Regions from separate parts of the Sus scrofa genome. Here regions 2, 3 and 4 are each linked to region 1. A link is a contact called in public Hi-C data. All regions are on one chromosome and are shown on one strand. The core of a region is the stretch at or near the end of the contact, and the rest is flanking DNA. Distances in the headings are between cores, read along the strand shown. Region 1 holds the start of MEIS1 (homeobox protein Meis1). Region 2 holds the start of LOC106509797 (a long non-coding RNA gene). Region 3 overlaps LOC106509797 (a long non-coding RNA gene). Region 4 has its middle 190 kb from the start of MEIS1.

Region 1 (6,479 bases), core at 3,909-6,408:
CCTCCGCTGCACATCCAGGACCTGGAGGGGGAGAAAGGCGTGGGCCGCTGGGGTGGGGAAAGCTGGTTCAAGTGGGTTCCTCCAAGGCCGCCTCGCGAAGCCCAGGGCTCTGGGGATCTTGGTGGCAGGCGCTCAGCTAACTTGGGGAAAGGATCTCTCTGGCTGCCGGAGCGACTGTCAGAGGGCTGCATCTCCCGATCGCGACCCCACAGTCCTCGGAGAGCCGGAGGGCTCCTCCTCGGCTCCCTGCACACTTCCCTCCCCTCGCCGATGGCCCCCACCGCCCCCCAGAGAAAGTTCCTGCAAAGGTTCCTGCGGTCAAGTCTTTCATTTTTGTCCCTGCGGAATGGCAAAGCAGCTAGTATTGAGAGGGCCTAGATGTCGCTTATCTCAGCCCATTAAAAGGGGGGGGGATCTTTTAATGCCCAAGGAGGTGTCTCAAGTCTTTTATTAGCTCTCACAGCCCAGCTGGGAATTTAACAGTTTGGGGTCCTTTCCAAAGATTCCCCAAATGTCCTGCCCCGGAGCCTAAACCATTTGCAGTTCACGCTGCGGAGAGGAGGCTGGGATTTAAACAAGCCCATCGCACAAGGGACCAGGAGATAAAGCAGAAAGGGTTTTCAGCCGGGAGGGTCAGTGTTGTCTGATTTTTTTTTTCCAAAAGAAGAAATAAATAGAAATGAAAGTGGCTGCAAAGTAAAAAGAGGTCCCCACACGCATCAGCACACAGTAGGCACAAGTGACTTTCAAAGGGTTTTACTAGCCCAGGGTCTAACCGAATGGCGGGGGAGAATACGGGGTGAACGCAGCGGAAAACAACACTGGCCCGAGAGCACCCCGCCTCTACTTCCAAATCCTGCAGGTTTCGCCTTTGAACACAAAGTACTAAAACGGCTAGGAGTTTCTGAAGGTCTATAACAATTCAAAGCGAGCTCCTCTCCTTGACCACAGTGGTCAAACCCCCTAAATGCAAAGCCTCTTCCCCCTTGCCTGACCTGCAACTGTCCTCCCTTGATTTTATTGTGCGGTGGCAGAGCCAGCATACGGTGGCTGAGTAAACTTAGCAAGTCAGAACAATCAGTGGCTTAAAAGATTTTCCTTTAAACTAAAAGTTTCGTTCCAACACAAAGGCGCCTACATTTAGAAAGCCCCAACACTCTCTCAGCAAAGTCAAGGAGTGAGGAGTCCAACCGGCTGAGCGACCGAGCCAGGGTCTGAGGGGACAAGGGACCTTTGGCAACTCCTGCACCGCGACCCCTCCGCGGACAGGGCCTCGGTGGCGCGGGGCACTGGGCGCGCGCGGAGCGTGTGCGGAGATGGGGGGCGTCTGAAATGGCAGGCCGCCTCCCCCAGATCTCCATGCAAAGCGAATGAAAAGTCACCAAATAATGTACCTCCAGTCCAGAGAGCTCTGGCTTTCCTCTGACCAAGGGCAAAGGGAAACAGGAGAAGCATCGCCTCTCAACTCTTTAACCTGCCGCCCATCGTACCTACCCATAAATGGCATCTTTATCTCTCTTTAAAGCGTCATTGACGGAGGAACCCATGCTGGGAGCCATGGCGTTGGTGTGAGCTGTGTGCGGATACTGATGCGAGTGCAGAGGAGGCCCGTGGTTCAGGTGGTGGACCGGCTGCATGGACCTGGCCGCATGCGGGTCCCCATACATCGTGGAGGGGATGCCTACTCCATCCATGCCCCCGTAATGGGGTAGATCGTCGTACTGCATGACAAACAGGAGAGAAACAAGGTTCAGAAGGCCAGGCCGGCAAATGGGGGAGCGGCAGGGCACGGAGCTTATATAATGTCAGTTCAGCTGGATCCTTCAACCCGGAATTCGGTGGCCTTGCATCTCTGAATGGAGATTTCTTATTTTAAAAATATTTTTTAAAGTAAAAATTCTAGGATTCTCAGTGAGACTCAGCTAGGTTGAATGGTCTTGCCCTAACTTGTGTTCCCTATAAAAGAGTCAGAAATTCAGGATCCTTTGGCAAGGAAGGAAGGAAGAAAGAAGGAAGAAAGGGAGGCATTCTCCCAGAGGGCAGAAGGTAAAACGTTCTAGTCCCTGGAGGAGGAAATCCAAAATCACAATAAAACGTGCCAGGACAGTGCAACAAACCCGCCTAGTTTCACAGCCCCTTCCCAACAGAGGGAATTAAAAAAAAAAAAAAAAAAAAAGTTACGATGGGAACAGCTAAGCCAAGCATGTGAATTCAGACAGGCTTCTCATTTTATTTCCCTGCCAGCGTGAGGTTAGGCAGTCCTGCAAGACCCTGAATTTCCTTTGCTTTCCAAGACAAACTCTGCTAAATCACACAAAACTAACTGGCCCCCTTATAAATGAAACTCAGAGAAGGGTAGCTTCTCTTGTACATTAGGGCTGAATTTAGAATTGGGCAATATTCCCCCAAAGTTAAAGAAAATCTACAATTGGAGCAGTTAATTATTCTATTTTTTTTCTACTCTTATGAACTTTTCCCCTAGACCAGAAGTCAATGAGGTAAATGCTACTCATCAGGTTTAAAGCAAATTTAAAAGTAAATGCACATACACACCCCCCATCAGATTCCTCATCCAGAAAAACTTTCATATTGAGTGTCATTATTTTTGTGTGCAGAATTTAGCTATTTAGATTTTTCTCATTGCTTCATTTCAGCCAAGTCCTTTCCCCAAGATTTGGAGGCGCCAAGAGTGAAATGATTTTCAAAGAAAAGAGGAATTGCCACTTTCATCTCCTTAAAGCCAGAGGTGTGAAAAGAGTTTGGAAGAATGCTGACATTTGCCTGAACCAAAGGAGTAAAGAAAAAATGTGTCAGCCTAGTAACTTTCTTTTGCAAACAGGGCTTTGAGGGCCAGGGCACAAATTATGCAAGGAGGGCTTTTTGTAGACCCCCTTTCTTCTAAGAAACTACCTCAGTTGGGTTGTCATTGTCTTGCTTTACTCTCACTATATTTCCATTCAAATAGGAATATTGGGGAAATTAGTATTGCATTTTTAAAGTGAGTAGTTGTGTGCTTAGTATCCAATTAGTGCAGGGCTCTTCTAAGAAAAACTTACAAAGTCTTACCTTACATAAAAAGGCATGTACATTAAAATTACTTTTAAGATGAATGCTTCCCAACCCCCCCAAACCATTGTACTGTGACAAAGTTATTTGCTTAAAAATGCTAAATATTTTCAGTGATATTAAAGATGAGCATAATCAGTAACATTTCAGAAGTTTTTAGCTGCTTATTTTAGTTTAAAAATAGCTTTAAACTTCTGCTCTTTGAATGCTCAAACTATAACATTAGGTATCTAGGTTGTTGGGTTTTTTTTTTTTTTTTTGGTTTGTTTTTTTAAACAGATAGTTGCCCGAGCTTGTATTTTTCTTTATGTAGCTGCTGGTTAGGAGTCTATAGAAAACTTGATTACTTGAATTAAAAATTACATGTAACATACATAAGTCTACAAATGCATTGAATAAATCCACTCGCTTTAGGCCACGGCTTTAGGAGCCTCATTCAAAAAGACAGAGAAAAAAAGGAAACTTTTTAGCAGTGTCTTTCAGCCATGTTTCAATTTAATCTCACATTTGAGTTCCACAATTGTTTTTTAATACGTACCCTTTGCGCCATCGGCCTCCCTGGCTCCCTTCCTACTTCAACTTCTAATATATCCTCTTTAAGGCCAGTGTGAAAAGAAGCAAATACGCAAACTCCCCCGGAAAAAAAAAAATTAAAAAGCACGACGAAAAATCCCTTATCGTCTCCAGCAACGTGAGCTACTGGTCCCAGATCTTCGGTCTACGGGACCTGAAGCAAAGCGCCGGACTCACTGAGCATAAAAGCGCTCCGTTTCCAAGACAGCAGCGGGGGCAAAAAAAAAAAAAAAAAAAAAAAAAAAAGAAAAAAAAAGAAAAAGAAAAAAGGAAAAAAAAAAAAGAAATGCAGATCTTCTCTCCCCCAAAAATCAGTTAAAAAAAAAAAAAAAAAAAAAAGAGCGCCCCTCAGACCCAACTACCAAATCTCATGGCTTTCTGCCACTCCGGCTGTCAATCACAGGCGAGGTTGTCAACGTGGTGAATGAATGATCATCCGCTCTCTCTTCTTCTGGTCAGAACACCTCAAATGTTAATATTCAAATGCACAAAGCCCTAGCGCTCGCTTCCCTTGAATCACTCCTAATTCCTAATCAGTTTCTCTCTTCTCTCGCTTGCTCTTTCTCTTTCTCTCTCTCTCTCCCTCTTTGCAACTGCTGCACTGGAGGGAGATTAGAGGAGGAGGGTTAAAAAAAAAAATGTCTGTCTGAGTTTGTCTTAAAGGAGCCACGATCGATGCTGCCCGCTTGCAGTCCCCGTGCGTGTGTAAAGTGTGTGTTGCACAGGCGGAGAGGTGGATTCCGACCAGAATGCTAGAACCCGGAAGTAGTGGTGGCCATAACAGGTCGCGTCTTACACAATGCATTGGGCTGCAGCAAGTAGGCTCCTAGGCAGGGGTGGGTGCGCGAAGCGAGCTCTGGCCGCACTGGAGAGGCAGAGAGGCGCTCCATTAAATCGCACGCCCAGGCACAAACACCCACACACCCAGGGCACACGCGCACAAGCGCGGGCAGTAGCCCCCGGCTGCCGGCTTTATTTTCCGTATTCTTTTTTCTCCCTCCCCCTACAGACTCTCTCCCCAAAGCTGACGCTCTTGAAATAAATTGGGAATAAACGCGGGGCAAGCAGTAGCGGGAGTTATTTTGCACAGGACTCCGCACATAGACTTCCTGACTTTCTTCGAAATTATTGGGGTCTGCCAGTGTTTTGCGGGGCAGAGGAGGGCTGATGCAGAGAGTAGTGGATTCTTAGAACCAAACGCCCCAAGTAGAAAAGTCAAACCGGGAGCGAGGATGAGGAGGAGCAGGAGCAAGACTGGGCTCTGCTAAGGAGTCCCGAGAACGTGGGGTGGAGATGACTGGGGCTTTCTGCAGATCCAGCTTCTAGTTGTTCTTGTTGTTGTTTTGCGGTCGGAGGTGGACACTCGGCCCAAAGAAAGGAAATACTTGCATTTTCTCACTTTGGGGATCTGGACGCCCCCATCTCCTGGTCCCGGAGGCCCGCAGCCTCAGCCCCGGCGTTCTGCGCGAAGTGAGAGAGGAAGGGAGGGAACAATGAACCGAGAGCCGGGAATGTGCCCCCAGCGCCTGTTTACAAACACGAAGCTATTTATGATCGCCAGAAAGCGAAACCCGAAGCGGGCTCGGAGCAGCCCAGACCTCGCGGGTGGAGCCGAGGCCAGGGAGACGAGGAGGGAGGCTTTTTCTCCGACTTGCTCTGGGAGAGGCGGCCGTGCGCCCAGGGCGCGGCGCGGCTGGGCTGGCGCGCTCGGCTGGGGCTACGGCCGCGCCGCCTTTGTCTTCGAGGAGCCGAGGGGCTCCGGCCTCGGCCTTGCTCTTGCCCCGGCGACGCCCCGCGCTCTCCTCCCCAGCTCTTCTCCCGCCCGACTCTCCTTTCCAATCCCCCAGACAAGGCTCAGGGAGAACTCCCAGTGCCAAAGAAAAAGAAATTCACTCCGGGGATTGAGATTTCAGACAAAAAGCTGCCCCCTACGCACAACTCAGAGGCTCCAACCAGCCACTAATTTTAACTTTCTTCCTTTAAACACCTATTCTCTGGCTTAAACAAACAAAAAAATTTCCTTTCCTTTATTCTCCCACCCTAAGGCTGCCCTTTATTATTATATTTAGTGGTGCTATTTTCGTTTTTATTTTCCTGCCCTCAGAGCCCTGGTCTGCCGAGAAGGTTCAGTCGCAGCAGCTCGACCAGCGGGCTGGAAACCTCACATCCCCGAGCAGGGCTCGCAGCTCGCTCAGCTTGGAACAGGATTTTTTTTTTTTCCCCCTCCCTCCAGCTGAAACCTCGCAGAAAACTCCCCCTGCGGTCGACTGGAAAATGAGCTCACCCAAATCTCGGTAGGCAGCCGGGGAGGAGGGCTCGGCCAATCAGGAGGCGCTCCCGCCAAGGCGGCCGCGCATTGGCTGCGGGGAAAATCAATTATCAAATAATCGATCAGCAGGGAGCTTCGATCTGCCGGGAATGCAAACTGCCAGTCCTGATTCCCGCCCTGATGGTGGCCAAAAGGCTGACTCCCCCAAAGTAGAGGGCCCCTCACTCCCGGCACCCCTACCCTCATTACACTCCACCAGTTGCCGACCCACCTTCACCCCAAAGGTGGGGGGTAGGGAGGGGGGTTAGGTAAGGGGAAGAGTTTTGAGAAAGATTGGGTGCTCCTATCCGCGAAGGTTGTTTAGAAAAGAATAGGAGCCCTAAAATGTACTGAAGTCAACTCTTAATGCGCAAACCAAAAGATAATTTGCATCGGTCCGACAAATAGGGCTTAAGGTTCTGTTAAGTGAGCTTTTGAGAAACTGGGGACACAGAGCGAGCATCAGAACTTAGATCTGGAATCAGGTTCCACCAAGCGCACGTACTTCCTTAAGTGACAAGTATTGCTTCTT
Region 2 (5,943 bases), core at 885-3,384, 150 kb before region 1:
AAATTGTAAAGATTCGATAGATTAAAATGCAAATGAAAGGTAGAAAAAGAAACATTAACATGGCGATCAAAGATTTAATAACCGTAAATCAAGTTTTTTTTCCTCTGTTGCAGCTGCAGTTTGTGTGTGTGTTTATGTTTTAATCATGTTCTTTCTATAAATAAATAATATCTGAAACGAGACTAATTTTTCATTATTTTAACCGTGGGCTATAACACTAAATATTAAAAATAGAAAACGTACCGGATGCCAGATCCCCAACCAAATAAGAGAAAGACTTGTGTTGATTGGTTAAAATCGAGGGAGTTCATTTGTATGTTTTGAAAATCAGAGTATTATGCTAAAAAATTCTATCTCAACTGACAAAGCCCAAAGTTTTATTTTCCCTTTGATATTTTATGTTAACGACAAGACACCATTTATATTAAATATATGCGTGACTGCATATCCATTTCAGTTTGAGCCTTATCAAAGAACGAAAGTGCCAGAATATTTAAATAATACAAAACATATATTATTTCAAAGTGATCTGACAGAATTCCTGGAAAATAATACGTATTAGAAGAATCTGCCTTCTAGAGAAAAATTAAGTGATGGTTCGACAGAGTTAAAACTCTTTTTAGCTTAATATTAAAGTTCTTTTTTCTAAAGGGGAGTATTTTTGCCCTTTGTTTTTCTATCATTCGATTTAAGGTTTTATGTCAAGGTGTCAAATGATCAAGACAGTATTTTATTTAACTAGTATTAGTATCCATTTTCTCATATGGTGAAGGCTTTTCATTTAAACATTTTTATGTAAAATACTGATTTATGTGGTTTAGAAATTATTTGTAGAATATTTAAAATAAACCCCTGATCCTCATCTTTTTTTTTTTTTTTTTTTTTGTAGCTTTATTAGCATGGAAGAATTCACCTTCAGAAGATTGGAAACTTTTCTTTTTGGTTATACAGGTTTGCAACGTTAAAAGTCAATTCTTCGCTTAATTTTGTCTTTGAAGGAGTTACCCTAATTTATTGAGATGATGAATTAAAATTGTCTCCATTTCTCCTCTTTCCACAAATTAAAATGATAACCAAACTTGGCATCATTGTTTCCTTGATAAAAGCTTTCAGTTACATGTGAGCTAAGTTGAAGTCTACTCCCTCCATCCCAACCACACAAGCACAGTTTTCACTCTGACACTCCAATAATGCACTTAGTTTAAAATTACACTTGGACCTTTCCTCCTTTGTATTTTTTCATTTACTTCAGTGCAACAAGATGACTTGATTTTCTTGGGATTACATGAACTCCATTCAGTGTTACTGGGACATTTCTGCTCAACTAAATACTTGCCTTAATAGACAAATGAACTCCTTTTTATTTGCTGGAGTTTGTAGACAGTTTTAGATACAGAGCGTGCAACTGATTTAGTTATTGTTGTTGTGAGAATCGAACAGGCACAAAAGTCATTTATCTAAACCAAAGAGATATGACTCTGTAAAGGGGAGAAGCAAGGGCAGAATCATGGGGAATTATTTCAGTTTATAGCTCTTATTAATTAAACAGGGTGTGGGTTTATTCTGATCTTTTAATACCGACCTTGTTAAATGCTCCCAGATACCTTTTCCCCCCTCACCCCAATTTTTTCATTCATTAGATTACTTGGGTCCCTTACTGATGGGGGTTGCTTTTTCTACATTATATCACTGAGCAGTTACAGTGTAAAATCACATGCATCCTCAGACCGCCTTACCGGACCGGGGGTGGGGGTGGGGGGCAGAAAGAAAGAAAAAAATGCTTTTCCCATTCAATTTTAGAGTCTTGTTTCGTTGAAATGCAAGACAGGTACTTGATTTAGCATTTAAGCAAAAGGTTACACAAACCGCGTTTTAAAAAGTGTTGGGATGTCCGACAGGGTCAGACCCAGATCAGATCATTTTTTGAATGCAGACCTAAAGATAATGAGTACTTGTTGTATTAAAGGGGACAAACAGTACTTTGGCTTCCTCTGACCCCAGAATGCACGGCTCGGTTTCATTGATCATCCTCCTTTATGAGATAATGCAATTACAAACATCAATAAGGGGCTGCAAGGGGAATCATTATGCTGTGACAGTGATAAATGACGGTGCAGAAATAGCATGCTTTTTCCCCCCTAACAATCCAGGAGCCCAGGGGCTCCGGGGACTGAACACAGTCGCCAAGGAAACAGATGACATCCCAAACGGCACCAAAGGAAAAAAAATGAACAGTCTTTCTTTGCCTTTCACTCTTTTCCGTCTTCCAAAGAGTTAGTTTTGGCTCTAGCAGCAGCTGCCACACAGGCATTTCGTTATTTCAGACATTAAAGACTGGAGCGAGCGGTGGGAGTCTCCTCCTCTTCCATCCCCACCCCCACTAGATAACACACAAAGCTCGCTGTTCACTCTTTAGGACTACCTGAAAATGCACGTCTTGAAAATCAGATGGGGGGAGGGCGCGGGAAAGTGGGTTTACACACCACTGCGTTGTGTTTTCCCCGCTTTCACGATTGTCCGGTGGAAACTGAGTCTCCAGAACAAGCTGGCGCCTCGTGGGTCGGCCAGTAAGGAAGGGGGCGCGTGGCTCACCTCCATCTCCCCGCAGTGCCAGACACTGCTCGATGCCAAGGGGATGGGAGGTGTTGCGGGGGAGGATAGTGGGGGGGGGATGGGGAGCAGGCGGCTGCGAGGGGTGTTTGCCGCTTCGCTGGCTTTCTTTGAGATGGAAGTATCATTGGGCACAGGGATCTCTCCTAGATGGAGGAATCGGGTTGTTTAAAGCCCCAGGGTGCCCTCAGCAAGTAGCTTCAAGAGGGCTTCGCTAAGCGATCCCCATCCACAGAGGTCAAGGCTGGTGGGTGAAGCAGGCGGGAACGAAAAGGTGATGGGTTACCCGGACCTGCGGCTGCGGGGAGAGGTCAGGGTGGGGGGACAGCCAGGGGACTCTTGGAAGGGAAGGGGCGCTCGCCACTTTGGGGAAAGGAGCAGGAAGAAAACGCGGAGGTGAGAGGGGGCCCCCAAGAAGAAAATAGAAGGGAGGGGAGGAAGAAAGTCGACGAGGGCAATCCCACCCTTCGAGAAGGTCGCCAACCCGAAGACAGCAGGCACAGGCTTCCCTGACCCCTGCGGGAAACGCTCCAGCTTGGAGCGCGGGACCCCTGCGCATTCCGCCCTGCCACGGAGGAGCCGGCCGGGCGGATGCGGGAGCAGGTGACTTTATTCACTGCTTCCCCAATCGGCGAGGTCCCGGGACTCGTTTTCCAACTGGATATAAAGATCATTGCTCACGTAATGAACTTAATGCTTTAGAGTAGAGGTGAGTGTGTCTGTGAGTGGGCAGGGGTAGGAATTACCGACCCGATCGATGGGAGACTGGCTTAAAACTAAATCCCTTTTCTCCAGGGTTTCAGCGCCTGGGCTTCCCCTCGCTGGATTGAGCTCTCCGGGCAGTGCGCGGAGGAGCGACCTTCGGGCGCGGCCCGCCAAAATTGGGACCATAAAATGCATCTCATCTCTTTACCAAGACCCCCAGGATACCCGTTTTTAAGGCAAAGACTCTAGAAAGCTCAGATGTTGGCGCACAGGTTGCTCAATATGTTGTTTGTTTTCTCTTTCAGCTCCGCCTTGGGAGAGACTGTTGTAGACTCCTTAGTGGGCAGATTGGGCCAAAATGAGACACACACACACACCCCCCGCAACTTTCGCCATTAGCGACCTCCTCAAGAGGCGATCCCCCACTCTCTCTCCTTCGCCGCTCTGTACTTGCCCCTGGCATTCCCAACCTCGTGTAAACTCTGAACCTGGCCACCCAGAGTGCTTCAGGCTGCCCCACAGTCAAGTGGGTGAGGGTGGCACCGGAGAGGGGAGTCAGGCGAGGTGAAATGCCCGGTCAGGGCCAGGCAGGGTGCCCCAAACCCAATTCCATGCCACTCTAGCCACTCTATCCGGGGTCCAAGCGCCTACCGGGGAGCTCTGCAACGTCATGTTTTTACAGGGGCCGACGGCCTGCTGGGATCGGAAAGGCAGGGGAAAGTTTGCAGAGGCTTTAAAGTGATCCTGCCGAGCGCCTGCCTAAGACGTCGGGGTACTAGATGCCCACCGCTTCCCGGCTGCGCCTGGCGGACGCTGCCCAGATCTCAAGTGCCCCCCCTCCCCGTCCACCCCCCGGGAGCTCCAAGCTCTCGCAGTCCTGCTTCCAGAGCCCCGGTGGGACTCGGACGCAGACTCCAGCAAGGAACGTCTAGTCCGCCACAAAGCACCCCGAACCGCGCCATTCGGAAGGCAAGAGGCGGGAGCCCAAAGGACTTGCCTCTTCACAACCTTCTGCGCGGACCCTGGGTTGCCTAGTGTCCTGAGGCGACGTATGCAGCCCCTTTAGATTTGGCTTTCCTTTTGGTTTAGGGAAGAGGGAGAAGGCCAGTGGAGGTGCTGGAGCCGCCTCCCTAGGTGCTCTGGGCTCTGAGCAGGGACCTGTCCGCCCTGCTCCCTCCAGGGCCAGGACCCGGGCTTAGGGCGCCAGAGCTGCCGCGTCCAGACCGGGATCCTCGCAGCTGCTGCCGCATCCCTCGGGATCTTCTCCTGGCGCTCGGGGACCCGCCCAGCCCCAGGCCAGCAGCATCTCCCTTCCGAACCCAGCTCGGACTCGAGGGGCGCAGCGCACAGCTAGGAACAAGGAGCGAAAATTCTATGCGAGGCGTGGAAGACGCGGGCGGGAGGGGGCGGGTGGCGCTGGTGCTTTTCCTTTTCAGAACCTTTCGACTATACTACGAAGTTTCCTGGTAGGCGCCTCGGCTCCGGGGTCGAAGCCTCCCACCGCTGCTCCTTCCTCACCCTCCTCCCGGCCCCCCGGAGCCAAGAGAGCTGGAGCCTCCGCCTCGGCCCGGCCGCCGCTTGTCCCCTCCCCACCCGGTGCCCAGGCTCCACGGGGGTGCCTCTCCCCAGGCGTAGCTCGCCGGCCGGACGCACAGCAAGGAGACACCCGCTGCCTCCCGAGGAACTCCTAATACCATCCATACAACTTTAATGCGTTTATAATTCGATAAGTGATTTCAATTTGAAATTGTTAGTAACTAATTTTATGGGTAATTTTTCCACATCAAATATTTAAGCATCAGATTAAGGGAGCCAGTTCCGACACAGGATAATAAGGGGGTTTCCCCCCCACCCCCCGCGCCCCCGCCTCCCTCGGATTCCTACCGAGTCGTTTTTCCAAATCCCCAAAAGATGGCAGTCGAAGCCGACATTCTTCTTTTCCTGAGGCTCTGCGAAGGGAGGGGGAGAAGGAGGGTGGAAGAAAGAGGGAGGGAGGTGGGAGGAAAGGGGGGGGAGAGAGGGAGGGAGAGGGAGAAGGAGACAGAGAGACAGAGAAAGAAGAGGGAGAAACTAGATGTTGCACGGACTTCTCAAAGTAATTCTTTCACACGTTTCTAATACAGGCAAGAAGCAGTGGTGAATTTCCTGGAAATGTCCAGGCGGAAACGCAAGCCAAAAACGTGCCTTGTGGTCTCAGAGCAGGGGATGTGAGAAACTCAGCACTTTCAAACTAAACCTCGATTCAGAGTCGAAGCAAAAGAGGGGCCACTGGGAGAGGGATAGACTGGCTTTTTGATGTTTCTTTGTATTTAACATTACGTACAAGCATTATACAACTAAGCAACTTGTTTCCTCGACAGGACTCTATAAATTACCTGATGGGGGGGTAGAGAAGAGGTGGGGTGGGGAAAGGTGATGGGTGGGGGGCAGACGGCTGTGGGCGGAGGGAAGGCTGGGGCCAGAAGCGGATGAATTGCCGACCAGTTGCCAAACTTTTTTTTTTTTTTTTTTTTTCCTTGCTGCTGCTGCGGCTGCGGCTGCCTTTGCTGCTGCCTTTGCTTTGAATGTGGGTAACTAGGAAACAGCAAGCCGTCTGAGAAGACGGAATTTCCAACGTGTAAAATGTTC
Region 3 (6,252 bases), core at 846-3,345, 230 kb before region 1:
TGATGAGAAAACTGGGATGTCATCCATGAAACTGATCTCCATTCCCTAAAGAATCTGCAAAGAGACACATGTAGCATTTGGTTTAATTTCCCTGTTTTTGTTCTGGATCTGATCACGTTTTCGAAATATAAAATCTGAATGACCTCTGAAAAAACTAAACGTGAAATCATCTAATCACTTGTTTCCTTCCTTTTTCAGCGAGAAATATTCCTCATGTGGGCGGAGGACTCAGGCACACGGGACCTGCAACAAGCAACGAGGCTAAAAAATAGTTAAAATGAATCAACATTTATCTGGAATCTACAGTCTTGACCTAAAAAAAAAAAATCATTTATCTTCCGTGTCCTGTGATGTTTTGAGGATTCTGGCAAATATGGCAGTTAAACAAACTTCTCTCATAATCTAAATACTGTCTGTTCAAGAGAGGCTTCCAATGTTTATAGCCCATAAGTAAAGAAAAAAAAAAAAAAAAAAACTGGTATTTCACCAAGAACAGTGCTCTTGAAAATGTCTCTGAACAAAGTGTTCAAGCAAAACTTTGACCGCAGATATTTTCAATTCCTCATTCTTCCTCTGATTTTTTTTTTCAATGAGGTATTCTGATAGTCTCTCCTTTCACTCCTTTTTCTTGAAAGTAATGAATGCATTTCCAAAAAATTAACGCCTGACTAGTGACCTGGTCATACAAACTTCCTTGAGAAACAGTTGAGAAGAAAACATCACATTTTTATGAACCCCGTCTCCTGCCAGGGGCCCCGGAGGAGGAACACCATTATGCATTGTTATCAGCGTGGTGTAATTTGACTGTTGACAAAGTATCCGTGGCAGTGAGAATGAGCGCAGTTAGAAGTGTGGCGGATTGTAATCAAGAAGATGCTTAGCTGTGCAACACTGCATCTTGAGCAGATTTGAATCAACATTGCCTTAAGGGGACACACACACATACCAAAAGGAACAAAAAAAAAAAAAATCCATTAATTTTTAGAGGGAAAATTAGAGTGGCACTTGATGAAGTGAAATTTGACATGCGTTAATTGCTCTGCAGCTCCCCTAATTAGAGATTTTCAAATTCTTTTACTGCTGTCACCATGATGGCACAGTGTCTTGCTGGACAAATAGTGAAATGGCAAAATTCGTTTGATTGGGAAGTTTTACGCAGCAAGATTGGATGGTATCTTCCGAGTCTACTTTCAAAAGATGGACAGCTGGAGAGCAAAGAGGCGTTAGCAGCTTTACCTCCAGCGCAGAGAAAAAACAGGCTTATTAAAATAGTTGCATTATGAGACTTAATGTAAAGGAAGCAGGTGCTGATGGGATTTTCTTAAACAGATGGAAATGTTCCTTTGGTACTCAGGCTCTGTTTCCAATGAAATATTTCAGGTGGAAAAAAAAAAAAAAAAAGCCAGCGAGATGCTACATTATATACGCATTCTCCTATTTCTACCTACATTCTTCAGAAAGTGGGGAGAGGCAGATTTTGAAAGGCTGTGTCATGTTTTTCCCAAGTCTGAAGTCGCAGGCAAACAGTACTTTTGATCTCCTTCTTAATCTTAATTATACTGCCGCGTGGCCTCCAGCATGGCACCAAATATGATACCATCATAATTTTGGTTTCCCTTTTCAACCCCTCTTGTCTAGCCCTTGAACCTCTCTTAATTCATTAACATACTGAATTTTTTCAATTTTCCATTTTCTTGCAATAACAATATTAATGCCGGGTGAAAGCTTGATTGGACCTAAATTACTTGTTACCTGCTGGCATTTATTTATATGGCATTGAATTATAAAGCTTTGCTATTGTCATGCCTTGGGCGAATTGTTTATGACACCAGTAATAGGAGTAATTGTTATTGTTGAAATTACCTGTCAGCTACCCATAGCAGTGGCCCTTGTCCCACTGACAAATAGTGACAAGGGAGAGGTATCCTCCATGCGTCCCCCTGATGGCTTCTCCTCTGATAATAAGAAGTGCAGGGCCTCTGATAATTTGCCTGTCACTGTTGAGTGCAGCTCAGAGAGAGTTGGCCAAATTGTTGTCATTCACTTTGACAAAGACAGCAAAATGCCCCCGTGCAGAAGGAGGATTATCAAAATAAATGAAATCGCTTACACCCCCTTTGTTTGTTTGGCCCAAGAATTGCCTGGCTTTGTATGAGGTTGTGAAATTAGGGTCCAGTTCTTCTGGGTGTAGCGCTATTCATGCTAAAATGAGGATCCCAGGCAAAGAGTAGGCATTTTATGACTCACTGTTTTGCTGTTCACATTGGTTATTAAAAAATTATAGTCTGATATAAAGAGAGTCAATAAAAGTGTAACAAGAAGTCTACACATGTGCTTGAACGCCTTAGTTGAAAGCACATGTAAAATTCGCACCTTTTGCTCTCCTGCCTTCTTTTTATTCCTCTTTTTTCCTTTTTGGACCCTTGCAGGCATTCGAATTCAATAGGAGAACCGAAAAATGCCCAAAGTTCCCAGTTGCCATCAAGTTTTCTTTAAAAGTGGAAATCTGCATCTCTGACTCTTAAAGCCTTAAAAGATTACACAGGCAAATTTAGGATTATTATTTCAAATGGCTGTTTCCTCGCCATAAATTATCTTTTATTTATAGAATATCTTCATGTGTAAAGAGAGAAATGAAACGTAGTTCCAGGTATGAAGCATCAATTATCACAGGCTAACAGAGGAAGCAAAATGACTCTGTTATTGCCAGAGCTCAAATATAAATATTTGCATTTTAAAACCCCTTGGTTGCAGCCTGTGAACCTGTCATAGAGGAGAGAAGGGGACGGGGGAGTGGGGGATGGTGTCCGGGCGGCTCCACATCTGAAAGAAATGGACTTTAAAGTAATCAAACCTCGGCTCTTGTAAAAACTAAAATCATTTTCACCATTTCACAAAAGGCATCATTTCACGCTAGGCAAATTCTTATTTTTAAGGGGCCCCTGAGGTTACAGCTCATAGGTCTTCTTGGCAAATACTTGCCGTTATAAGAAGTTGCAAAGAAAAGGAAAAAAAAAATAACTAAGATAAATGTAAAATATTGGCTCCTTACAGGATAGTAATCAGCTCTTTATTGGTCTCTACCAGACAAGGAATGACCAAGCCGGGTGTTAAGTGCCAACAACACCGCCCTGAGCCCTTCCCTCCTAACACTGGCCATTATCTGATTAAAGAACCTCCAAAGAAGTCACTATTGCATAATTTTATGGGTCTTAACAGCGCAGGTTGGCTGGCAGGAAAACTACCTAGGAGGGTTGATAAAGCAGCAGTGAAACATGATTTTTATTTACTCCACTTACACCTCGCTCTCTGAGAGGGTCTCTGAGTGCCCCAGACGTTGGTGGCCGCCGAAGACACCTAAAATTGCTTCAGATACGAATTCTGTGAGGTGGGGGAGGCCAAAAGGGGCGGGGGGAGACGGGGAAAATAAAATTATGTCTATCCCTTCAAGCTTCTCGTGGGCTGCATAGTTTGAAGTAATCAACAACCCCGTTGTGGGCATCTAGAGCTTGCCTTTGGTTTTTTTATATCTCAAGCAGGTAAGTTTGTAGCAGTGCCACAAACCATACGTGCAGTCATGTGACGATGGGAAGAAAAGGAGGTTTTCATTCCTGCTACTAAGGAGTCTTCTTCTAAAGGCACCCACTGGCTGGTTAACCGGGTTGAATGTCCCTGATTAACAAGTGGAAGGCAGCGACTAATTAAGAGGTTATCTGTAGTCATAAAAACGCTCCAACCTGTCTCGGAATGTGATCCCTTGAACAGATAATTTTTAAGAATGTAGCATGTCCTCGCTTTCTCCGTCGAGACACACGTTAGTGATTCCAGGAGGGCAAATAAACATACGTTTTTAAATGAAGATATTTAAAATGTTCCCCATCTTTCAGCGTGTGGCTGTACCCTGGTCTCTTTTATGTTCTTCCTATAAAACCTAAATTAAGCCTCTTAGGAGTGGTTTTGCTGTAGGTTTCGGCTCAAAACACAATACATTTTAAATGGTTCCAGTACTTGAAGGCACTTGAACATGTAATCACTAAATGTGCATTCTCTCCCTTCCTCTTCCAAGAGCAGCTCTTCTAAGAGGATGAGGCTTCTTTAAAATTTAGCTTCATTTGAAATGGAAACTTTGAACAAATAGCAATTGCTCCTGTAGCTTTATTGATGAAGTGAGTAGCAGCAAATTTCTCTCTCTCTCTCTCTCCTCTCTCTCCCCCCCTGCCCCCGCCCCATAACATTTTGAAACACCCATCAGTGTCAAAGGGAACTGCACACATCTCCTTTGCTGCTCTAAATAAGGCTCAGCAATGTTAAGAAAAATGTCAGAAAAAGCTCAGTGGATTAAAGTAACATTTCTGCACCATGTCACCGAGAATGGCAGGGCAGGCTGGTCTGCATAATTCTGAAAGATATTTTGTGTAAAATGCTTCCTCTATAAATGGAATGAAATTTTATTTGGAAAGATGTAAGGGTGTATTTGATCACATACAACATTCAGTAGTTTTTTTCTAAATCTTGTTATTCCTTAATATGCCTTTGGTGTGTGTTTGTAAAATTAGAACCAAAATGCAGTCTTCTCTTTGTAGAATGTTTTCTCTACCCGTGTGCAGCGTTAAGATACATTGCAGGCTCTTCAGTGCTTTTTTTTTTTTTTTTTTTTTTTTTTTCTTTCTAAAATTCCTAGGATGTTCATTCATTGAAAGCAGTAACTGGGCTCTTACACATGCAAATTCACTGAACTAATCAGTCTTTTTTCCCCTTGAATAAAATTGGTGTATAACTTTGGAGATTTTAAACATAGTTCATTCCGTGATACATATTTTTTTAAAAATAAAGCATTTAAATTTCATTCATATATTGAAAATAGATCACTGGTTTGAGGTTTTTTAGTTTTTTTGTATTCTGTTTTTCTAAAGAATATTCAATTATTGCAAAAGAGTACAATAGTAGTAAAACCTCCCACAGTATCATAAGTATGTAATTAAAACTTAGTTGTTAAAAAAAGAAAATATCTTACAAATTCGATACTAGATATCAATAGACATGGCAAGATTAGTTTCCCAGAAACAAGGTAAATCTCAGCTAATTTTTAAATATAAACTTTTTCAAAACAGGTTAAAAATGAATTTAGACAAATTTGTCTCTTAACCTTTAAAGATTTCCTGCCCGTTTCTGTAAGTCCTTTATTACATTAATTTTTTATTTAAATTACACCATTAACTGGATATGAATTTATCAAGAATACACGTATTGATTTATAAAACAGTACCATTAATTATTATAATAGCTTGATGTAGCTGATATTACAAAGCCATTTAAAGGTTTTTAATATAACTTGGACGTACATAGATAGATAGACATTATGGACAAGCCTACAATTTAAACTGGCTACCAGCAGTTAATGAAATCCTTGATTTATATTCTAGTTTAGAGATTGATTATATTGTTGCTTTGTAAAACTATTTATATTATGCCATTTTTCAAAGGATGTCTCAATAAAAAGGCTAAATAAAATATTCAGTCAATTCCCAAAGCAGATTTTGTTTTCTATATTTTAAATGCTAGTGAAAATAATTGATTGTGTGTGTTCCAAGCTTTGTCATTTCCATTCCAGAGGTGGCTTTCCTGATGGGAGACTCCTTTGCAATGCACACTTTCACACACTCTTGATCCCTGCAGAAACAAACCCCTTCTCTTTATTTCATCAGCCGCACCAACCACCCCCTCCAACAACCAACCCATGTATATTTCACAAAACCCGCACATCAGGACACATAAGTCTTTTTGGCATCTTTTATGTTATGCATTTTTTTTCTTAAGGTTGTGGAAAACTGGGACTTACCCCAAAGCCGCAAAGCAGGCCATCACGAAGAGTATTTGGGTAAGAATGCAATCTGAAGAGAAAAAAAAAAAAAATGAGGAAGAATATAAGCAAATAAGAGTAACACTTTCAAATGACTTTTCAAATGGTAATTAACCAACGCAGAGATTGAAAGTTAAATTCTTTTCACATTGTACTTGGTTTGGGTCTCCTGGTCTCTTTATTTATATCACTTTTCCTTGCCTGGCAACATATGTTACCGATTTATTATAGTATTTTTACTGTTAGCAGACAAATCTAAAGGCTAGCTGAGCAGGCTAGCTTCATGTGATGACTTTAACAACAACTGCAGGGCATCCTTGAGGGTGAGCCAATAGGCTCTTTTGAAGCTATAATACTATTAACCATTTTGATGCCAAAATATCTCATAACTA
Region 4 (5,994 bases), core at 3,272-5,771, 190 kb after region 1:
TCCTAGTGTTCACAACTGCCCCCATAGCACATGTATATATGTAGTTATTTTTACTCCTAAGGTTTCTTTGTATTCTGTGGCTTGAGGAGACAGTTGTCTGGGCACAGGTACAAGCACTCCAGTAAAGGGCCCAACTCCCAGCCCATCTCACTCCTAGTGGTGCATGGGAGCCTGCTTGTGCCTGCTTTGAGAGCCCTGGGTGCATTCTCTTCCCAAGTCCACGGGCAGTGACAACGCATTGCTCATGGTGGGGGTCATTATACCACATGCATTTGTAAGCACCATAACTCAGGGCTCCTTCTTTTTCTTTCTTAGAAAGAAAGTTGTGAGACTTTCACGGCCTCAGGGAACTTCAGGACTGTTTTGCGTACCTGGTTCTTTCTTTCTTTCTTTCTTTCTTTCTTTCTTTCTTTCTTTCTTTCTTTTCTTTCTTTCTTTCTTTCTTTCTTTCTTTCTTTCTTTCTTTCTTTCTTTCTTTCTCTCTCTCTCTCTCTCTCTCTCTCTCTCTCTCTCTCTCCCTCTCCCTCTCCCTCTCTCCCTCTCTCCCTCTCTCCCTCTCTCCCTCTCCCTCTCCCTCTCTCTCTCTCTCTCTCTCTTTCTTTTTAGGGCCGTACCCTCGGCACGTGGAGGTTCCCAGGCTAGGGATCAAATCGGAATTATAGCCGCTGGCCTACACCACAGCCACAACAACTCGGGATCCTAGCTACATCTGCGATCTACACCACAGCTCACAGCAATGCTGCATCCTTAACCCGCTGAGTGAGGCCAGGAACCACCAAACCCGAATCCTCAAGGATCCTAGTCGGGTTCGCTAACTGCTGAGCCATGAAGGGAAGTCCCTGAGTACCTGGTTCTTGTTCCACTAGATCTTCAGTCCAGAACTCTTCAAGGGAGAAATAATTTTCATCAGCAGCACAAAACTCTATAATGTATAAAGCATTACTCATGTGTTAGATTTCGGTCATGTTGAAATTAGGCATCATTTACTAGGACAAACAGAAGGTGCTATAATATTAATAACACTGTTTACATCTAACCCTGCAAGTGGGTGCATGGTAGTTGGGTGCTCAAAACCTTTTCCTGAATACACCTGTATCCTACACAGGAAAAGGAAGATACTAAGAATTTTAATGAGGAAAGAAGATCCATATCCTTTGGTGGAGGTTATTGCTGTGCTCAGAGATGCTCTTCACCAATGACTGTTTCCACTTTGGATCTAGTTTGCACTGAGTAGGATCAGAATGGCTGCAAGCTGGGCAATAGATTCTCAGGGTTCCACTTAACTTTACCTAAATTTACCTAATGGGGCCCAGACACACCATTCAATCCATCTGCATTTGAGTGCCTGTCCTACCTGTATTTCACTGAGTATTCTGTAGTTGCAGGCAGTAGATCCTAATTTAAGCAAAAAGAAACCTACTGGCTGATTTTTAAATGGCTCAAAGATCTGATGGGGAGAGCCAGGCTGATGTGGGAACCAAGGCATTCCCCAAACCACTCATTTTCTTGGTAGCACACAACCACTGGAAAGGAATCTGCCACAGCCGTTTCCCTCTCCTGTTACTGCACAGCTTGCTTAAGATCCAGTGTTGCTGGGAACTAGCAGGGCTGGGGACAGAGCACCTTTGCAAAGACAGGGGACAGGCAACTCCCCCCAAAATAATCAGGATGCTTTATTAAAGTACTGAAAAACCGGTTGCAGTGTGGTCAACCTTTGCCTCCCCAGTGATCACACAACAGTCAGTGGGGGAAGACTAGAAACCATTGTCTACTTCACAAAGGAATAATTTTAAAAACGTTTTGAACTCTATGATAAAGTCCTGAGAACCTGCTATTCATGATCTTGAGTAGGCTTTTGTTTTTACCTTGAAACTTAAGCATCTACGAGTCAAATTTGTGCTTCATTTGTAGAAGTCTATGAGCTTATATTCGATCCATTCCTGAAACCATTTACATCTTTACCCTAGTGTTTTTTTTTTTTTTTGTTTTTGTTTTTTTTCTGTATGCCTACTTCTAAGTTATGTTCTGTCCCTATATTTTATATATGCTCCCAAGCTGCTTCGAATCCTTTTTTGCAACAAAGCAATGTATAAATAAATAGATACATGTATCATTTCCTAGGATTCTTTTCTTAATTTTAATATTCTATTGTTCTCATTCAGAAAACTGGATATTCAAGTGAACAGAACAGGTTCTCTTAAGTTCAGATACAATATCAGAGTCACCTTGTCTTGATTGATACTAACTCAAAACACAGAGTTGCTTTTTAAATCTCTTACTTAAATTCACGTGCAGAGGAAAGCAAAACCATCAAAGTTAGAGGAATGGTAATTATTTCCCTGGAGAACAATAATTTTGCAATAAATTTCAAAAACAGCACAATTTAGCAAATTAAGCTTAGAGCCAAGGATATTAAATAGAGCTAACTTTGTAGAAATAAATTCTGATTCCACAGGCTTCAAACATTACTTTAAATATGTTCATTCTGAAAAAAAGCTAGTGAAGGGGGCCTTAAGGTTTTGGTTTGGGATGCTGGGTTTTGTTTTTAAAGACTAGAGGAGTGAAACCATTTTCACACCAGGCGGGAAAGCAGGTATTGCTTTCCTCTGCATGTGAATATATGTCTGTATGTGCCCTTTATTTTGATATTACTAGACTGCTGAGTAAGCAATATTGATAGCAATGTCCCTTCAAAGGAAACTTGTACTTTGCAGCCATGCTTCTGTGCCTTGGCAACTCCACATGGAAACAGTATTTCTTTGATCCTATATTTAATACTGATATTGTTTATGTTTAAATGTTTAAAATAACTCTTTAAAGCCACATGCCCTATAGTTAATAATAAAAACACATTCTCACCTTTTAGAAGAGTTTACAAGAAATCTCCGGCTACCTCCTGCAGACATATACTAACTAAGCTACATCTGACAGAACTTGAATTGAGTGATAATTTGTTATAAAGACCTTCCCTTTTAACTCTTTCCTCGATGTATGTGTTCTGGCCCACTGCATTGCTACCTAGACTTTCTTTTTTTTCTTGGACCAGTCTTTGCTGAAGAGAATCAAAGCATTGATCTTTTTTTTTTTTTAAGGAAAAAATAAAAATGACATGCAACAGACAACACACATATATCTATCATTTCCCCATCTATCTATTCATCCATCCAACAGATACTGTGTTTTTCTTGCTTTCATCCAAGAACAGTTCACAAACGTAAAGACCTAAATTGAGCCTATCTTGCTTGAGTTAGAAGCATTTCTCCCAAAGTGCTGATGCTGATCTATTGTCAGACCACACTGCCCTCTCTCATTAATATTAACCATTTCCTCTAAAGGGTCTCACTCTTTGACTCACTCTGTTTTAAGGAGCCGTTATTTTTACAGTGGTTGCTAAGTCACCATCAAAGAATTCTAAGATCTTTGAAGCACGAACATAGTGGAAATAGACATTATCAGTTCCTTGGTCTTTGCAGGTAGTGTGAAATAATTTTGGAAAGATGTGGAGAAATTGTAGTTGGGTCCATCCATCTAAGCTGAAGTGCATTCTACCCTAGAAATTAAATGCATTTTACTGATGAATTAGCCACAGTGTTATCAATGTTGCTCTGGTACAGTACAGATCAGTACTGCTGAAGCCTGTCTAAATGACTAACTATATTTGTGTGTGTATATGTATGTGTGTCTGTGTGTGTTGAAAACACATGTTCTAATGATAGCTAAAATATTTTTGTAGAAGAAAACTGAAACTATATGTGGCTACCTCAACATAATTAAGTGGAGAATTTAAGTTTCTTCCTGAACTATTTACTGGTATTAAGGCTAGTTGGCTGCTAGATAAAGATAATAGGCTAGCTGGCTTACTGTCTAGTTTTTGCTTTGTTTTGTTTTTTGATGAAATCGAAAAGGTGACTGCATAGCTTAGTAATTGGAGATGAACTATTCATAACAGTGTCTGGTCAAATGCTTTCCTTCTGATGAATCAACAAATCTAGCCTAACCTTGGCTTCCAAACCCCAAATCACTCCAAACTTGCTCCTACAATGCCACGTGCGGCAAATCTGTGATCGTGCCAAACCACCTGAAAAGAATTATTTTCCTTGCACACACACACACACACACACACACACAAAATGTCAGTTCTTTAAAGTTCAGATCGTAGAGGTTTTGAATAATTAAAACCTTTTCTACACCTCGGTAGCACTCCCAAAGGTTAAATACGTTTCAGTTCTTGCGTCTTCAGGATAATTATGGGAAAGTGAATGAGTTCCTTCTCTGAAAAGACATGGAAACCAAGTACTTATTTGTGCCTGCAAATCCTTTTGGGTAAAGAACCAGCAAGATAATAAATTGTTTTGCTAAAAACAGGAAGTTTGGCAAAGATGCAAAAGTACAGCTAAACTTTGGCCAGGCAACCCAAAACATTGTGTTCTTCTTTGAAAGTATTTCCAGCAAGAAAAAATAGTGGAGTGCCTTGAATACATAGTTTAAGAAACACTGAAGGCATCTGGCAACATGAACTGCTTGCCAAGCTTGTGGTTGTGCTGTGTTTGCTGATGGGAAGATGTGCCAGTTTTCAATGACTTATGTCATGCACAGCTGGAAACCCACGCATAAATAAGACCTTGAATGTGGTCAAGTCCAAAAAGATTCGAGAAAATATCCCTCCTTTTCGCTTCCTTCATCCAAACTATAGAAAATGTTAAATAAAAGGAAAGGAAATTCTTGGAGTTTGGACAGAAAAAAGCCAACTTCACATTTCTCAGGGAAATCTGTTTCAAGGCAGGAGCATTCAATAGGTGGAGACATTCTGGAAGTTGGTAGGTTTTGTTTGTTTGTTTGTTTGTTTGTTTGCTCGCCTTCCCCTTCCTCAGATTCTTCATACTCCTGCTCACCTGCTTTATTAATATGATTGTGATTATGTGGCATCTGTTTTAGACAGAACTGATAGGACTGTAATTTCCACTTTAGTCCATCAGTCTGGAAAGACTTCAAGATGTGGGCCAGAAAAAATTTAAAAAAACCAAACAAACCCTGCTTCCACCAGTTGGAGCAGCAGGGACCCTGGGATGCCTGGATTCAAAGGGAACGTGCTCCCCAGCTGGGGCTGGCGGGGCCCCTTTCATCTGGCACCGGCCACAGGACCCCCTTTTGTCCTCCTTCTACACTGGGTGATTTGGCTTGTGGTTTTGATGTTAGGATTCAGGGAGAGAAACTCCCAGATTACCACTTATTTGGGACTGGAGGCAATGGTCCAGCTCCCTTAGCTTCTTATTTGAGCAGTGGGAGCGGGAGGCACTGCGACCCCTAAGGTTCAGTGAAGACAGTCAGCTCCTCAGGCTCCCATGTTGGGGACACCTGTGCCAGGGAAGCAGGTGTCAACATGGAGGGAAGTCACCCCTTCCTTTTCTCCTGTGGCTGGGCTTTCTCTGGTCACTATTCTCACTCTTCTTCCTCTATGTGGGTTGGTTTTACCTTCAAGGCACCTCTTGATTTTAACTGCAAACTGTTTCCTCTTGGGGGGAATACTGAGGCGGCCAGCAGCCTGGTATAGCCCATGGAGCTAACATAGGGGGCTGGTATAGCCCATGGAGCCAAAATATGCAGCTGGTGACCAAGACGATTCTGCTTCTGTAAACTGATTTATTCATCGGTGGATGAGTCATTGTCATGCTCCCTACCTCCAGCATATGTTCCACAAAGACAGGCAGAGAAGAGGAAGTAGGGGAACGTAAGCAAGGCAGGGACTGCAAGCCTGGCATTGATCCCTATGGGTCCAAAACAAATGTTGGCTGCTGTGGAGATGGAGAGAGCCCACCCAGTGACTCCTCCACCCAGGAGGCGGGTGGAAATGCCTTTGGTTTTCTCAGCATGAATTTGTTCTTTTTAGGGAACAAAAGGCTACCAGCTCTGAGGCTGGTCTCTGAAAAATAAATAAATAAATATATAGGCTTTAGGTGTGGACTGGATGATTGTATGTTTATTTTAGAGAGATTC

Evidence for each region. Hi-C and Micro-C count contacts between places; a contact is called where the count stands out from the background.
Region 2: a Hi-C map of retroperitoneal adipose tissue shows a contact between it and region 1, with 4 times the contacts expected there. A contact is called at or near these places in 2 of 5 promoter capture datasets (fetal liver and liver), 30 of 47 Hi-C or Micro-C datasets (adipocytes, adipose tissue, alveolar macrophages and 18 more) and 1 of 2 datasets of targeted methods (skeletal muscle).
Region 3: a Hi-C map of retroperitoneal adipose tissue shows a contact between it and region 1, with 2.8 times the contacts expected there. A contact is called at or near these places in 7 of 47 Hi-C or Micro-C datasets (alveolar macrophages, embryonic fibroblasts, epiblast stem cells and 4 more).
Region 4: a contact with region 1 is called in a Hi-C map of skeletal muscle, with 2.3 times the contacts expected there. A contact is called at or near these places in 4 of 47 Hi-C or Micro-C datasets (embryonic fibroblasts, omental adipose tissue, skeletal muscle and 1 more) and 1 of 2 datasets of targeted methods (skeletal muscle).

The regions. Positions count from the first base shown.
Region 1 is chr3:75,620,697-75,627,175 of Sscrofa11.1, forward strand. It overlaps MEIS1 (homeobox protein Meis1), which reads right to left and starts at 5,159. Exons shown (of 12, transcript XM_013996097.2): 1 at 5,029-5,159; 2 at 1,495-1,721. The coding sequence starts at 1,694. It overlaps LOC106509799 (a long non-coding RNA gene), which reads left to right and starts at 5,723. Exons shown (of 5, transcript XR_002342631.1): 1 at 5,723-6,479.
Region 2 is chr3:75,477,062-75,483,004 of Sscrofa11.1, forward strand. It overlaps LOC106509797 (a long non-coding RNA gene), which reads right to left and starts at 5,501. Exons shown (of 8, transcript XR_001307672.2): 1 at 5,200-5,501. LOC110259996 (a long non-coding RNA gene) reads left to right here. Exons shown (of 2, transcript XR_002342629.1): 1 at 1-3,319; 2 at 3,406-5,943.
Region 3 is chr3:75,390,491-75,396,742 of Sscrofa11.1, forward strand. It overlaps LOC106509797 (a long non-coding RNA gene), which reads right to left. Exons shown (of 8, transcript XR_001307672.2): 4 at 5,840-5,891; 5 at 1-54. LOC110259997 (a long non-coding RNA gene) reads left to right here. Exons shown (of 2, transcript XR_002342630.1): 2 at 199-3,109. Among named protein-coding and RNA genes, the nearest start is that of MEIS1, 230 kb to the right of the region's middle.
Region 4 is chr3:75,811,015-75,817,008 of Sscrofa11.1, forward strand. No RefSeq gene overlaps it. Among named protein-coding and RNA genes, the nearest start is that of MEIS1, 190 kb to the left of the region's middle.